3 separate regions of the Mus musculus genome follow, and regions 1 and 3 are each linked to region 2. Evidence: chromatin contacts called from public Hi-C data. All regions are on one chromosome and are shown on one strand. The core of a region is the stretch at or near the end of the contact, and the rest is flanking DNA. Distances in the headings are between cores, read along the strand shown.

Region 1 (4,368 bases), core at 18-2,517, 130 kb before region 2:
AACTTTCCCTCACTTTACTGTTTAGCTATGTCTCATCCATTTATTATTTAAATACAACTATTATTTACTAAGTGAACAAAATACTAATAATGTATTATCCTCTTGACTACTACCAATAACTGTTATGTTCAATTTTGCAATAAAAATTTTGGTTTTAAGTTGTAAATGTCCATCAAATCATAAAGCATGCATATATGTTAATTGATATATGTTAATTAATGTTTGTACAGACTAGAGCACCCAATCCCAGGAAAAATCCAGTAGAGAAAACCTCTCCCATTAATATCAAAGTGGTGTAACAATAATGATTCTACCATTTCTTCAAAATGTTGGCTTCGTTTGCTTTGAGTACAGACCTACCGCAGGATTACAAAACCATATGGCGATTAGATTTCTTTTTTTTTTTTCTTTTGAACAGCCATACTATTTTCCATAATGATTGAATTATTTTACAGTTCTACCAGTGTATGCAGATTCATTTTCACTATTTCTTTGAATGTTTGAGACTTTTAGACTTTTCTGTGTTTACCTGTCTTGCTAGAGAAAGTAGTATTTCATTATATACCTGCTGAGATCATCGCAGAGGTTTTGTCTGCTCTATAAGTGAATAGCTTGATTTGACCTCCTTGCATCCCTGAGATAAATCCCCCTTGAGCCTAGGGAATAATCTTTATATTCTGTTGGAATCAGGTTGCTTGTATTTTCGGGGGGATTTTTGCATCTATGTTCACCAAGGTGACAGGCCTATGGTAGAATTTGTTGATGTTGATGTGTCTGGTATTGATGGTACCATATTTACTATTGACCTCATAGAATGTGATTGGAGAAATTCTCCTCCTAACTTTTGGAATAATAAAGAGTTGCTATGAATTAATCTTTAAATATTTTATTTGTGCCAACAAAAATGCTGATTATGAGATGATCTTCAGTGGAAGACTTTTATTACTGATTCACTCTTATTACTCAGTGTTGAGTTGCTGACATTTTTTGTTTCCTCATTTCAGTCTTGGTAATGTATTCATTAATTTCTCCATTTTTCTAGGTTGTCAAATTTCTTTGGATGTAGGTTGACCACAGCACTCTCTAATCGTTCCTTGTATTTCTGTAGTACCACATCTAACATCTCTCTGTTGACTCTAGATATGTTTTCTGTGTCCTCTGCCTTTCTAAAGAACCAGTTCTTTCAATAGTCATTTGTGTTGTTCTTGTTTTCAATTTTTACTGCTTTTAGTCTCAATTGCATTTGTTACTTCCCTAATCTTTATAAAGTCTGCCATTCTGCTGACTGGTGTTTTGTTTGTTCTTTCTTGCCTAGTTTCCTGAGACACAGTAATAGTGTATATAGTTTTCCGACTCTTTAAGGAAGTCACTGTAGTAACCTCCACCCGCATTTTACTGCATTTTGCAATTATCCCATTGTAACTTCACTGCCATTTGACTTAAGAAAACTTTTTAATTCACTTTTGATTTATTCCCTGTTTAACTGGTCGTTATAGAGTAAGTTATTCTATTCCATACATTTTAACTGTTTCCAAAAGTTTTTCATGTTTTTGATTTCTAACTTTATTGTATTTGTGATTAATAAAATTATGATTTCAATTCTTCAAGTTTTTGAGACGTGTTCTGTAACCTGTTCTAAATATGCTTTTTGTGCTGAGAAGAACATGTATTTTGCAATTACTGGATGAAATTTCTGTGAATAAATGCTAGCTTTTGTTGTTGTTGTTGTTGTTGTTGTTGTTGTTGTTGTTGTTGCTGCTGCTGCTGTTGTTGATAAAGGGTACAAAATAACTTTGGTGTTTCCTTGTTGATTTTATTAAACTAATAAAAACTTGACTCTTGTATTCAGCCCCTTGCCAGACTTGGACATTATGGTCAAACCTAAACATAACACTAGACCAAGAAACTGTTACATTTATATTTTTTTCATGGTCTTTACACTGAAGACATAAATGCTTTATGCTCTGTACTTTAATATTATGTCATTCTGAATTTGTTTTTGTTGGTACATGCTGTATCAGAACTTATAGAGAGGTCCTGAAGGTTCTTTGTTTTTGTTTTTGTTTTTTTTTCTATTGACTTCTACAAATAAAGTGGAATTTGGCACCTTCCACTATTTCTTCTTACTCATTCACATCTTTCTGCAATTTTCAGGTCTTCTTTTAGCATTTTTTTTCTAGTACACATCTGGTATATATTCACTTAGCTTCTTCTTTTTATCTGTGAAGGTTTTATCTCTTCATTTTTTTTAATTGGCTTAGTGCTGTTCTTTACTGGACTTTTTCTTTTTTTAATTTTTTATTAGGTATTTTCCTCATTTACATTTCCAATGCTATCCCAAAAGTCCCCCACTCACCCACCCCACTCCCCTACCCCCCCCACCCCTTTTTGGCCCTGGCGTTCCCCTGTACTGGGGCATATAAAGTTTGCAAGTCCAATGGGCCTCTCTTTCCAGTGATGGCCAACTAGGCCATCTTCTGATACATATGCAACTAGAGACAAGAGCTCCGGGGTACTGGTTAGTTCATAATGTTGTTCCACCTATAGGGTTGCAGAACCCTTTAGCTCCTTGGGTGCTTTCTCTAGCTCCTCCATTGGGGGCCCTGTGATCCATCCAATAGCTGACTGTGAGCATCCACTTCTGGACTTTTTCTTTTCTTCTTTTTTATCCAGTGTTGTGAAAATGTTATACACTCCCTCCTAGCATACAAGGTTATGACTGAAAAGCCTGAAGCCAGGTTACCTGGAAAACGACTGTATGTTTTGGGTTTTTTTTTCCTGGTTTTCTTGCAGCCTTAAAAACTGTCTTTTCCTTTCATCACTGTGAGTTTGATTATATTTGCCATAGGCCTAGTTCGATTCCAACTGTCTAACATCCCTATACTGTGTATTTGCTTCCTTCTGTAGGTTTGAAATTTTCTGCATATAAATTAATTGACTAGTTTCTCTCTCATCCACCTTTTTATGTACCTCCCAAATATTACTAACCAAATGGTAAATCTTTTGCTATTAATCACAGATTCTACTTATTCCTAATCATTCTTTTACTACTTTGAGTACACATTGTCACCTGCCTTGTCTATGGGCTCATTAATTCTCTCTCCTGTCTTATCTCTTCTGCTACTGCTGTCTTCTAACACACTTTAAATCGTTGCTTAGTGTAGGTTTTATCCCAAGGATTTCTACCTGATTTTCATTGCTTCTATTTCACAAAGGTTTTGGTTGTTCCTGCTGTTTTCTCTTCAGCATTGTGTTTGACCTTGAGACTGAGGAGGACAAGGTGAAAAGTGACTTTCCTTTGTAAGCACTTCTGATTATACAAAAGTTGGATGGCATGTCCATGAACACCATATGGAATACTCTACTTAAACCATCTTTTCCAGCCTCCTTTAGTCTGGTTTTGTGCTTGTCTTTAAAGAAATTGTAAACAGACTTCTTTTCTTTGCACTAGTAGACACATGCACTATTTCACCATGGGGCAGCATCCAGGCCCATAAGTGTGGGGAGTTGCTATTGGGTCACTGTCACTATTTCAGCACTAGTTGACAATACAAGCCCACCACAAACCCAAGTTTATCACAAATTGACAGGCATGTTAATGGAGAACCGGGAGGCTTGCTGAAGAACTAATTCATTCCAGGAGTCTTTCATAAGACTAAGATTCAAATGCCTCTTTCACAGCCACCAATGTGTGATGAAGCACTGTGGCGATCTGCAAATGGCAAATTCAATATAGATGAACCAGTTCTAGAATTCTAGTCATATCTGCAGCCATCAACCTACTTGAACCTAAAACCTACCAAGACAGACTCAGCAATGGGAAAAGATAAAATCCATGCTGTTATGGACTACTAATGAAGTAGCTACTTGGCTCCAGACCATATCAATAAGCCATAGATTGAAGCTTCTGGAGTAGAAGTCTGATAAAAGAGGGCCAGTGTCTAGTGCTTGCTAATTAACTATTACTCTGTACTATGCTGCCAAAATCTCAGGGGAAGAATTGGTGAAAGCAGCCCCCTTTGCCATTAAGTCTGACATTATACTAGATTATATCTGTTTCACAAGCCTCAAGACTTATAAGTATCCCCAGGGACATATCATATAAAGTAGAAAAGGAAGATCAAAACTCCAATGTGTTTCACCAAGTGCAGGGTTCTATCTGGAGCCAAGAAAAATCTAGAGCCTCTGTGAGCAATAGCCTGGGTGGCTATAGCTATGTTGCTCCTGGTTAGAGGGCAAATATTTTCTTGCTTCCCAAGATGATGATAGGCAGAATCATACCCAAGTGTCACAACTGCAGGGTGTGCAAGTGTACAAACAGTGAGTAATGGACTTGACTGAGACCCTCTCCACAGCTAATTGAATGTA
Region 2 (4,343 bases), core at 222-2,721:
AAAAGTGTATAACCAACTCCCCTAACCTCTTGCTGCTGTGACATCCCTACTATGATGGACTATAATATGGAACTGTGGCCTGAAATAAACTTTTTATCCCCTAAGTTGCTTTTGTAGAAGAGAAAAATCAAAAGTAAGGAAGAAATGAATGGGCAGGCAGAGAGGAGGGGAGACAGGGAGGTAGGGAGGGATGTAGGGAAAGAATCAGAGGCAGAGGGCAGTTGAGGTGCTTTGCTAATTCTCTAGCATACATGCATATTTAACCTACTATATAAGATAATTATTACTGTATATTAACAGTTGTAACTGAAACTGGTGGATTTATCTTTGAGAACATTTTATTGTCCTTTCTGCACAGATTTCTTCAGTGACTTTTTTCCTGTCAATGTCTTTTTCTCTAATTTTTTTCTACTCATTATCAAGGGATATGATATATGGAGCGTTCATTAGTATCACTTGCTGATTACTCAGCACTGAAATTTTATGTCAGGACATTAGTGTTGGCATCAGGACCTCTGAAACCTATGACATCACATAGGCAACACCGTGACCTGCAGACCTGTTGCCAAGACAACAGGCACCATATTTCCAGAATTCACTTGGCTCACCTCCCACCTTTACTTGCATTACATCATTTTTCGTATAAATAAGGGGAGTGCCTTTCCCCCTCCTCTCTTTCTCCCTTCTCCTTCTGCTGCCACCTTCCTCCCCCCACCCCCACCCCTCTCTCTCCCAATAAACCTCTCAGGTATGGGTGGAACTGTTTGGGCTCAGTGTGCTGTGTTCAGATGTGAGCCACTATTTTAACACATCAATTAGACGAGCAAATTATCTACCAGAGCCAAAGGTAGGAGAGTATGAAATGGTTATTCCTGACTATTAACTTGATTGACTGAGGGAAGTCTAGTTACATACCTCTGGTGTGTCTGGGGGTTCTTGGCAACTAAATCCAAAAGACTCTAACTCAATCTCGTGGATGATTCTATTAATAGACTCAAAATATAAATAGAATGAGAGTTTCTAGAGTCCATCATGGGCCCAACAAATGATCCCCAGCAATGGTGAACTCCTCAGTAACACTCACTCATCTGGATCTCTCCTCTACCCTCTCTCTCTCTCTTCCTCCCTCCCTCCTTCTCTCTCTCCACCTTTTCTGGAGTTGATCTCCCAAAATAAGTTGATACTTATTTTCATTCTATTTCTTAGGAACCAAGTTAAGACATCCAATCTTCATCCAATCTTTATTCAAGAACATTTATTTCTCTTACCATCAGATGTAAGAAGGTCAATAGGCAATGAGCACCAAATATGAATCTTGAGAGAGTAAGTGAATATTTTCATGTACAGAGGTATACTTTGCATTCCCTTGAATTTTTCACACTAAAGACCACATCCTTCCTCTTCTCCTCCAAGCAGCTCTTGTCACAATTGCTCATCCCTGGCTTCCAGATGAATCATATACTGATGATTAAGCCTTGCACAACATTTTCTTTATTTTTATCAATTAAGGCTTGGCTTTCTCATTCTTTTGGCACCCTAACCTCAGTCTGAATTGGTCAACTTGAATATCAGAACTTTTCTTTTTCTCTCCCATTTCTGTTATATACTTTGACCTCCCCTTCATCACGAAGTCATATTTCACTTAATAATATCTTTCTACTTTTTCTATTCTTGAAACTCTTTTATTCATCTGGATACTTTCTCTAATGAAGCAAAAAGTAATTTCCCAATATTTGGCCACTTTAAAAATGTTTCCTTCCAGTTATAATATTAAAATATTAAATTTAATTCACAAATAATTGCATGATAAAGAATCTTATCTTTTTTCTAAATTAGTAATTACGGCTCTTTGTAAGTAAATGTATGGTATTTTCTATTGGTCCATTCTATTTATCCCACAGTCACACAAAAAAGAATCAGAGGTATTTACTTCATGTCTTGTTATTCACTTGTATGAACTTGTATAGTAGTCAAACTTCTAAGTAACTCCTCATCTTTGAACAACCATATGCTTATATTTTCCTGATCTTAATTATAATTAATTATAATGCATTATTTCAAATAATACAATTTATGGGCAATATACACAGTGACTTAGACTTATGGAAAATTTATTATAAAACATTTTTTTCTTTGAGCCTGGCGAGATGGCTCAGTAATTTAGAGTGCTATCTTCTCCTACAGAGGACCCAGATTCTCTTCCCAGTACCCACATAATCATTCACAAACATCAATAACTCCTTTTCCAGGGGATCTTAATTCTTTTTCTGTCCCCCTCAGGCACCAGGCACTCACGTGGCATATATATGCATATATATGCAGGCAAACACTCATAGAAATAAAATATGTTAAAGAAATATTTCTCTAGATAAATAGCTTTTTACCGGGCAAATATTCCAATGGCTCATCTCTCCGGCAATATTTCTGCTTGCTCCAGTAACATTTTCCTTACTGTGTGAGCATTCTAGGCATCCTGACAAGGCTGTCTAGTCCATTCAAATGTCACAATGGGACCTGCAAAAACTGTCTCTCTAAAAATCATGTTATTTTTACATGGGAGTCTTTCAGAATTGGGTATGTTTTGCTTTTTTTGTTTGTTTGTCGAACCCAAAAGTAGCTTCTTACTTTTACTGGGGTTTCCTAGAAGAAGATACTGTTGACACCAACCAACTACCATCCACAAAACCCTGACATTATAGAGTAGCTAACCCTGTCAAGAATGGTAAACCCTGTAAATACTGTTAACTGACATATTGTTTTCATTCTAAATGTATCTTCTCTGTAGTATTGGAGGCCTTTATACCAGAAATTATGATTTGAAAATATTCCAGTTCAATACACCAGGACCAAAGCCAACAATTTAAGGGAGACAAGATGTAAGTCTGTTTTGTTCCAGCAGTGTTATCAAAATATGATAGATTTGGAATATAAGTGATCAAATTGAACTGTACACAAATGGATAGAATCATTAATTTGAATACATATCATTATTTGCCTTTCACAAATCAAAAAGACTTAAATATCAAGAATTGTACTTCCTTCTCTGTGAGTTTGTTGCTCTAAATGACAGAAAGAATAACCATCTGTGACTTTCTTGTTCCACATAACAGGAACAACTTATGTCCTCAGAAATAATCATTCAAAACAACTCCCAAATGATATATTTTGAGTAAATCATTTACTTAGAACTCTTCACTAAGTTTTTCTAGCCATGTGTAGTTAGATATTTGTAGACGAAATAAGAACTGTGCCACTTGAGGCTAAATATTGAAACAAGAGCAAAGAGTTAAACAGATATATGTACCTTAAGAATAAAGTGCATCCCAAGAAAAGCCAAGCTCAAATGGTAAATACACTAAAGAATCAGCATCGGACACACACTGTCCCTTTGCCTACATAGGAAGGATTCTTACTGCTCAACTGAGTAGAAATGTGGCCTTTGGATGTTAATTGCCAGACATAGAAAAGGCTATCCTGTAGGGACAACATTCAGTAAGCTGTTTATAATGTTCCTGTCTCTGAAAATCACTTGCAAAAGTCCCTAAAGTGTTTTTTACACTCTAGTTGAACTTGGCTTTTTGCAATCCCTTCGTGTCCTCAAGGATAAAAACAAAACAAAAGGCAGCTAGGAAACTGTACTATATCTCTTCCATTGTATATTGTCCTCCCACTTAAACTTTAATAGCACAGTGAGATAATAGCATTTTAAAAGATAGAAATAGCAAGATATAAAAGTATGCTAATATGAGAACTCAAATATATCAAAAATATGATAAAAGTCTTTACATTACTAGTGGTATTCCTGAATGCTATTTTCTAAAGCACTGCTCTCCTTAAAGGAAAGACAATTCAGAAAACCAAAAGCTATGCTGTAAGGAAAGTCTATGATAACTTGGAACAAAATGTCAAAACAGGAAGAAACTAAGCGGTCATTGCCCCAAACATCACTCAGTGGAGGATGTACATCCCTCCGTCCAATTTAACTCCTGAACCTGCCTCTCCAACTACACACAGGTAGTAATATCAACAGAGTAATTATAAAAGTTGCTCAATTTCCAGTCATAAAGTACAATACAGAATCTGAACAAAGGTAAATTATTCAATGCCATGAAACATGTTTATCAAAATTATAACCTCAATACTTACATAACAAATAAGGCAAGGGTGGGGAAGACATTGTAAGAACTAGCGCAAGGATTATGGTTGGGAAGAAAAATGCAAAAACGGTGATCTATTTCATGAAAAAGATAGTAAAGGCAACAAGGCTTAGGAATTAACTGAATATGCAAGATTTTGTCATAAAATCAATTTTGTAAGCTTATCTAAGTGATGGTAACTCTGTA
Region 3 (4,517 bases), core at 240-2,739, 130 kb after region 2:
TAAAAATTTCTTTTACACCTAATTGGTCAGTTTAACGCTGACTTCTAGCTCCCTTATACAATTTACTTTCACTTTCTCAGCTGACACTTTGCACAAGAGGCAAGCACTACTACTGTTGAAATCAGTTTGATTGTTATAGATTGGGTATACAGGAATATGGAAATGTCCTGTCTGTACTTTGTCATTTCCCTTAATGGTACTCCTTCCCTCTTTCCCTGGTATTCTATCTCAGCCTCTTGCTATTCTCAGCAAGTTAGCTTGGTCAAACTTAATAGAGAAAGTATTATCAATAATCAGTTGCATTCAATGTGACACTTTCCAGGGAGAACAGAAAAGCTAGTACAGTACATGAACCCTAAAGGGCAAATTTCTAACACGGATAAATTTCAAGCAACCAGCATGATCTCTCTATATGAATGGCTGCTTATATACTATCTGCTTTCATATTAGCAAACTATAGATTCAAGGGTGCCACATACAAAAATATCTGGAAAAAATTCCACCTGCATAAATTTTTGTCATTATTCTAATAATAACAAAATAAATGATATTTAGATTATATTAAGAGTTGTGGATAAGCTAGAGATGATTTACTGTGTAAATGGGAAAATGTGCCCAAATTATTTAAGATAATAATTTTGTAACTCAACAGGCCCCTGGAACCTATCCCCAGGGAACATGAAAAGATAATTCTAACAGTTGAGTATGTGTTTATGAATTTATATATACACACAAGTACGGGAAATAAAACTTTTTCCTAGGGTTCATAAAGGGTGACATTGATCTGTCAAAGTTTAGACATGTAGTGTGTCTTTGGTATGTGTTGCAGATTTTTGCATACAAACTAGGACAAAATATATTGGTTTATGACTTCGGTGGCACTTTTCCTCTAAATACTACATTCCTTCTCTGACAGCCAAACATGTGAGGGAGACATTCGGTGAAGAGAACTTATGTATATAATGGTAGCATTGACTTCTACCTTCATACTCTCCATGGCTTCTTTCAACCGTTGTTTTCTCAGGTCCAAGGATCTAGGCTTAAATTATTTCACCTAAGTTATACGGTGATTTATAGCATGCGACGGAAAGGAATAAACTATGAATACTGTTTTGATTTTTGTTGCCGACTGTACGGGCAGCTAAGGCCATTTTTCTACAAGTTACAAAGCAGTGAATGGACTTCCTGGCGTCATCCTTTCCTTCTCATCGCCCCCTCGTCCCTCCAGTCCCTCGGGCCTGGAGATGAGCTATCTTCCTTCTCTCCCTGTAAACAAAGCCGTGAGAGGTAGGCCTGCACCGAGCCCGGTGGCGTGGAGGGACGGCCGCACCACACGTCCCGCACCCTTCAGTGGGAAGCTGTGCCACGCCTCCGCGCGCGCCCGCCGCTTCCTGCCCAGGCTGCTTTTCCTTCTCCTCTGTCCGGACGCGCTCCCGGAAGGCGCCTGCGCAGAAGCCCCCGCTCCGCCCCTCCCTTCTTCCCGGCCCCGCCCTTCTTTCTCTCCCGGGTTTCGCTCCGGAGAGCCGCAGGTAGCCCGCAGCGGAGTCGGGCTCTGCGGGCCCGCCCCCTTCCTCGGCCCCGCCCACTGCTCCCGACTCCAGCCGGCGGAGATGAGGCTACGGTGGCTCTGGCATAGGCAGCCCCACTGGTGGCTGCGGTGGGGGCGGCCGGAACCCGGGCGTTGAGGCGCGGCGGCGGCGGCGGCCGAGGCGGCGCTGCCTCAGCCGCTGCAGCGGGCTTCCCTTCCTCTTTAGCGTAGCCAGGAAGTTTGGCGCCCCTGTGCATGTGTGCGCGTGAGTGTGGGTGTGCGCGGCGAGGTTTGCCTAGCGTTTCTGCAGGCGCTGGGTTTTTTGCCCGCGTCGCTTCCCGTAAGCCAGCCAGCAGCCGCGGAGCTTGGGGCTGTGGCCCGGGGAGGGGGCGCGGCGGCGGGCGCTCTCCTTTTGTTGTTGTTTCCTCTGCCTGGAGAGCTGAAGGGGGACGCGCCTGGGTGGGGCGGCTCGCAGCCCGGGCCTGCTGGCCCCCGGGGCTCCCGGGCGGCAGGGTAGCTAGAGGAGAGCGGGCTTCAACATGATGGCGGCCGAGGCGGGCAGTGAGGAAGGCGGCCCTGCGACGGCGGGCCCCGGCGGCGGCGCGGCCACGGGCTCCAGCGCCTACTCGGCAGCGTGCCGGGTCAAGTTACCCGCGGCCCTGCCGGTGGCAGCCGCCCCGTGTCCCGGGCTGGCGGACGCCGACTTGGTTGCGGCCCTCGGTGGCGGAGCCGCGTCGGGGTCCGGGTTCCTGGGGACCGGGCCGGTGGCCGGTGTCTTGGGGGGCGCCGCGCTGACCGGCAGTGCTGCTGCTGGCGTGGCTGGTGCTGCGGCCGCCGGACCTGCGGGAGACGTCGCTTTCACCAAGGGGACTCTGTCTTTGCCTGCTGAGACGCTCGGGCCGGGCGGCGGATTCCCTCCTCTGCCGCCGCCTCCTCAGCTGCCCCCTTTGGGCTCCGGTTTGGGGACCGTGGATGAAGGTGACTCCCTGGATGGACCAGAATACGAAGAGGAAGAGGTGGCCATACCGCTGACCGCACCTCCCACTAACCAGTAAGTCAAACTGCTGTTGAGGGATTGTGGAAGCTGGCTCCGTGTAAGAAGTGGGAAAGAAGGGGCAACGACACATACCGTGCTCCTGCCGCTGTGATTTGTTTGACAAGTTTTGAAGTTTCAGGTTCCATATATAGGGATTTAATTTGATCAGTCATTTTCCCCTACAGGCACTCTTCCTGGCGTCTTCGTATGTTTATTGCTCTTTTGGGAAGACGTAAAAGTTTTTAAGATGGGAAGCATGGGAAACTGTATTCAGTGGGAACCGGATATGGTTCTGCCCCTTCCTAATTGAGATAGTGTCCGGGATTCAGCAGAACTTGGCACTATAAAGGCAACCGCTGTCTATTGTAACTCCAGTGCTCCCTGCTGAAGTCAGAGGCGTTGAGTACAAGTATTTAAATGACTATATTAATGTAAGTTGCAAATTCATAGGTCAGAATGTTTTGTTTTTACTGCAGCTGCAAACTCCTACTTAATGTCTGCTGGAAGCGTTGCGATTCATAAAAACACTAGATCTCTTTAGAGAAGTGGAGAGAAAAAAAAAAGTTCTGTGAATTACAGACGTGATTAAGAGCCCCCAGACTGAACACTAACTTGTTCCTTAGAATTATTAGATTTATTTATTTACATATAAATATATGCAATATGCAAATATGTTTTATATATTTATTATATCCATGACACTAAATATATTAAATATTTTTCCTTTTAGCATTTTGTTAGTGGAAATTAATTTGGTAGTTGATTGTGACATGATCAGGGCAAATGGCTCTCCCTCTAAAGTTAGAGTTCTCTCCTTAAAAGTGTTCTTTTCATAAGTGAAATGGGTATGTATTTATAACTGTAGGTTGATCTTGATGAAGGGAAAGTGTTGAGATGGAAAGTAGTAATAATAGGTCAGAAATGTTTTATAGATCTTTCATATCAATCATAATTGACCCTTAGAATTTCAATAGCATTGGTGAATATTAGGGAAAAAAGATTCGTTTCATATATTGACACTTTCTAAACACTTTAGAAGTTTTCTTTGGGAGGGTTAGCTTCTTTAAGAGGCTTAAGAAATGACTTTAAAATAACCAGGGAGGCATTTTGTAATGCGAGTACACTTTTGATTAGTATGGGTATTGTATTGTATCATAATGTAATTTGAAAATGCATTGGTCACAAGGCTTTGTTTTTGATGCATTTGTAAATTTCAACTTAGGTTTATTTTGATACAACCAGGTATGGTGAAAGGATGTCCTGTTTCTTTTAATGTTATTTGATACAAAGAATAACTTTTCATTCAATATTTTTCTCTAATTTGTATCTGTGTATTTCAGTCTGTCAGAAATGTTCTGAAAGGCTTAAAAAATTGCAGCACACTGTACATACTTTTGAAAACAATTATGTTTTTATTATAATAAAATACAGTATTTAATGCTGAAAGAATAAAGTATTGTGCCATTTTTGTAATTGAGTTAGGCATATTTAGAGTCTGTTTTTTAAAAAGCCATTTGAAGTTTTAATAATTTTATTTTATGGGTATGAGTGTTTGCCTGCATGTATGTATTTGTGCTGTGCCAGCGTCTAGTGACAGAGGCCAGAAGAGGGCATCGGGTTCCCTAGACCTGGAGTAACTGGTGGTTGTGAGCAGTTCTGTGGGTGATGGGAACCAAACACTGCTTTTCTATAGGAACAGCAAGCACTCTTAACTGCTGAGCCATCTTTCTAGTCCCAGGATATTGCTGTTAAATTATTTCTAATAAAGTCATTTTTTTGTTTTTTAAGACAGGCTCTCGTTCTAGTATGAGATGACCTACAGTTCTCTGAGCAGCCCAAGCTACCCATGAATTTGTGGTGAGCTGCTCAGCATCTCAAGTACTGGGATAGAATAGGCTTGAGACATCAGATTCACTTTCTAGTTTCTAACAGGCTTTTAAAGAGGAATTTAAC

Evidence for each region. A called contact is a pair of places that touch in the nucleus more often than the background predicts.
Region 1: a Hi-C map of bone marrow-derived macrophages shows a contact between it and region 2, with 4 times the contacts expected there. The contact joins two enhancer-like sites. A contact is called at or near these places in 1 of 15 datasets of contacts at CTCF or cohesin (pro-B cells) and 2 of 484 Hi-C or Micro-C datasets (Th17 cells and bone marrow-derived macrophages).
Region 3: a Hi-C map of CD8 T cells shows a contact between it and region 2, with 2.2 times the contacts expected there. The contact joins the promoter of Rasa1 here to the enhancer-like site in region 2. A contact is called at or near these places in 1 of 39 promoter capture datasets (macrophages), 12 of 484 Hi-C or Micro-C datasets (the C2C12 cell line, CD8 T cells, the MC38 cell line and 8 more), 3 of 115 datasets of contacts at active chromatin or transcription factors (the 230-238 cell line, bone marrow-derived macrophages and embryonic stem cells) and 3 of 9 other capture datasets (adipose tissue, liver and macrophages).

What each region holds. Positions count from the first base shown.
Region 1 is chr13:85,550,235-85,554,602 of GRCm38.p6, reverse strand. No RefSeq gene overlaps it. Among named protein-coding and RNA genes, the nearest start is that of Rasa1, 260 kb to the right of the region's middle. Within about 2 kb of position 1,267, at least 7 of the 459 cell types and tissues checked have an H3K27ac peak or open chromatin away from gene starts, as enhancers often do. A contact at or near this core is called in bone marrow-derived macrophages, where this site is marked.
Region 2 is chr13:85,415,984-85,420,326 of GRCm38.p6, reverse strand. No RefSeq gene overlaps it. Among named protein-coding and RNA genes, the nearest start is that of Rasa1, 130 kb to the right of the region's middle. Within about 2 kb of position 1,471, at least 18 of the 459 cell types and tissues checked have an H3K27ac peak or open chromatin away from gene starts, as enhancers often do. A contact at or near this core is called in the C2C12 cell line, CD8 T cells, adipose-derived mesenchymal stem cells and 2 more, where this site is marked.
Region 3 is chr13:85,286,458-85,290,974 of GRCm38.p6, reverse strand. It overlaps Rasa1 (RAS p21 protein activator 1), which reads left to right and starts at 1,489. Exons shown (of 25, transcript NM_145452.3): 1 at 1,489-2,579. The coding sequence starts at 2,068.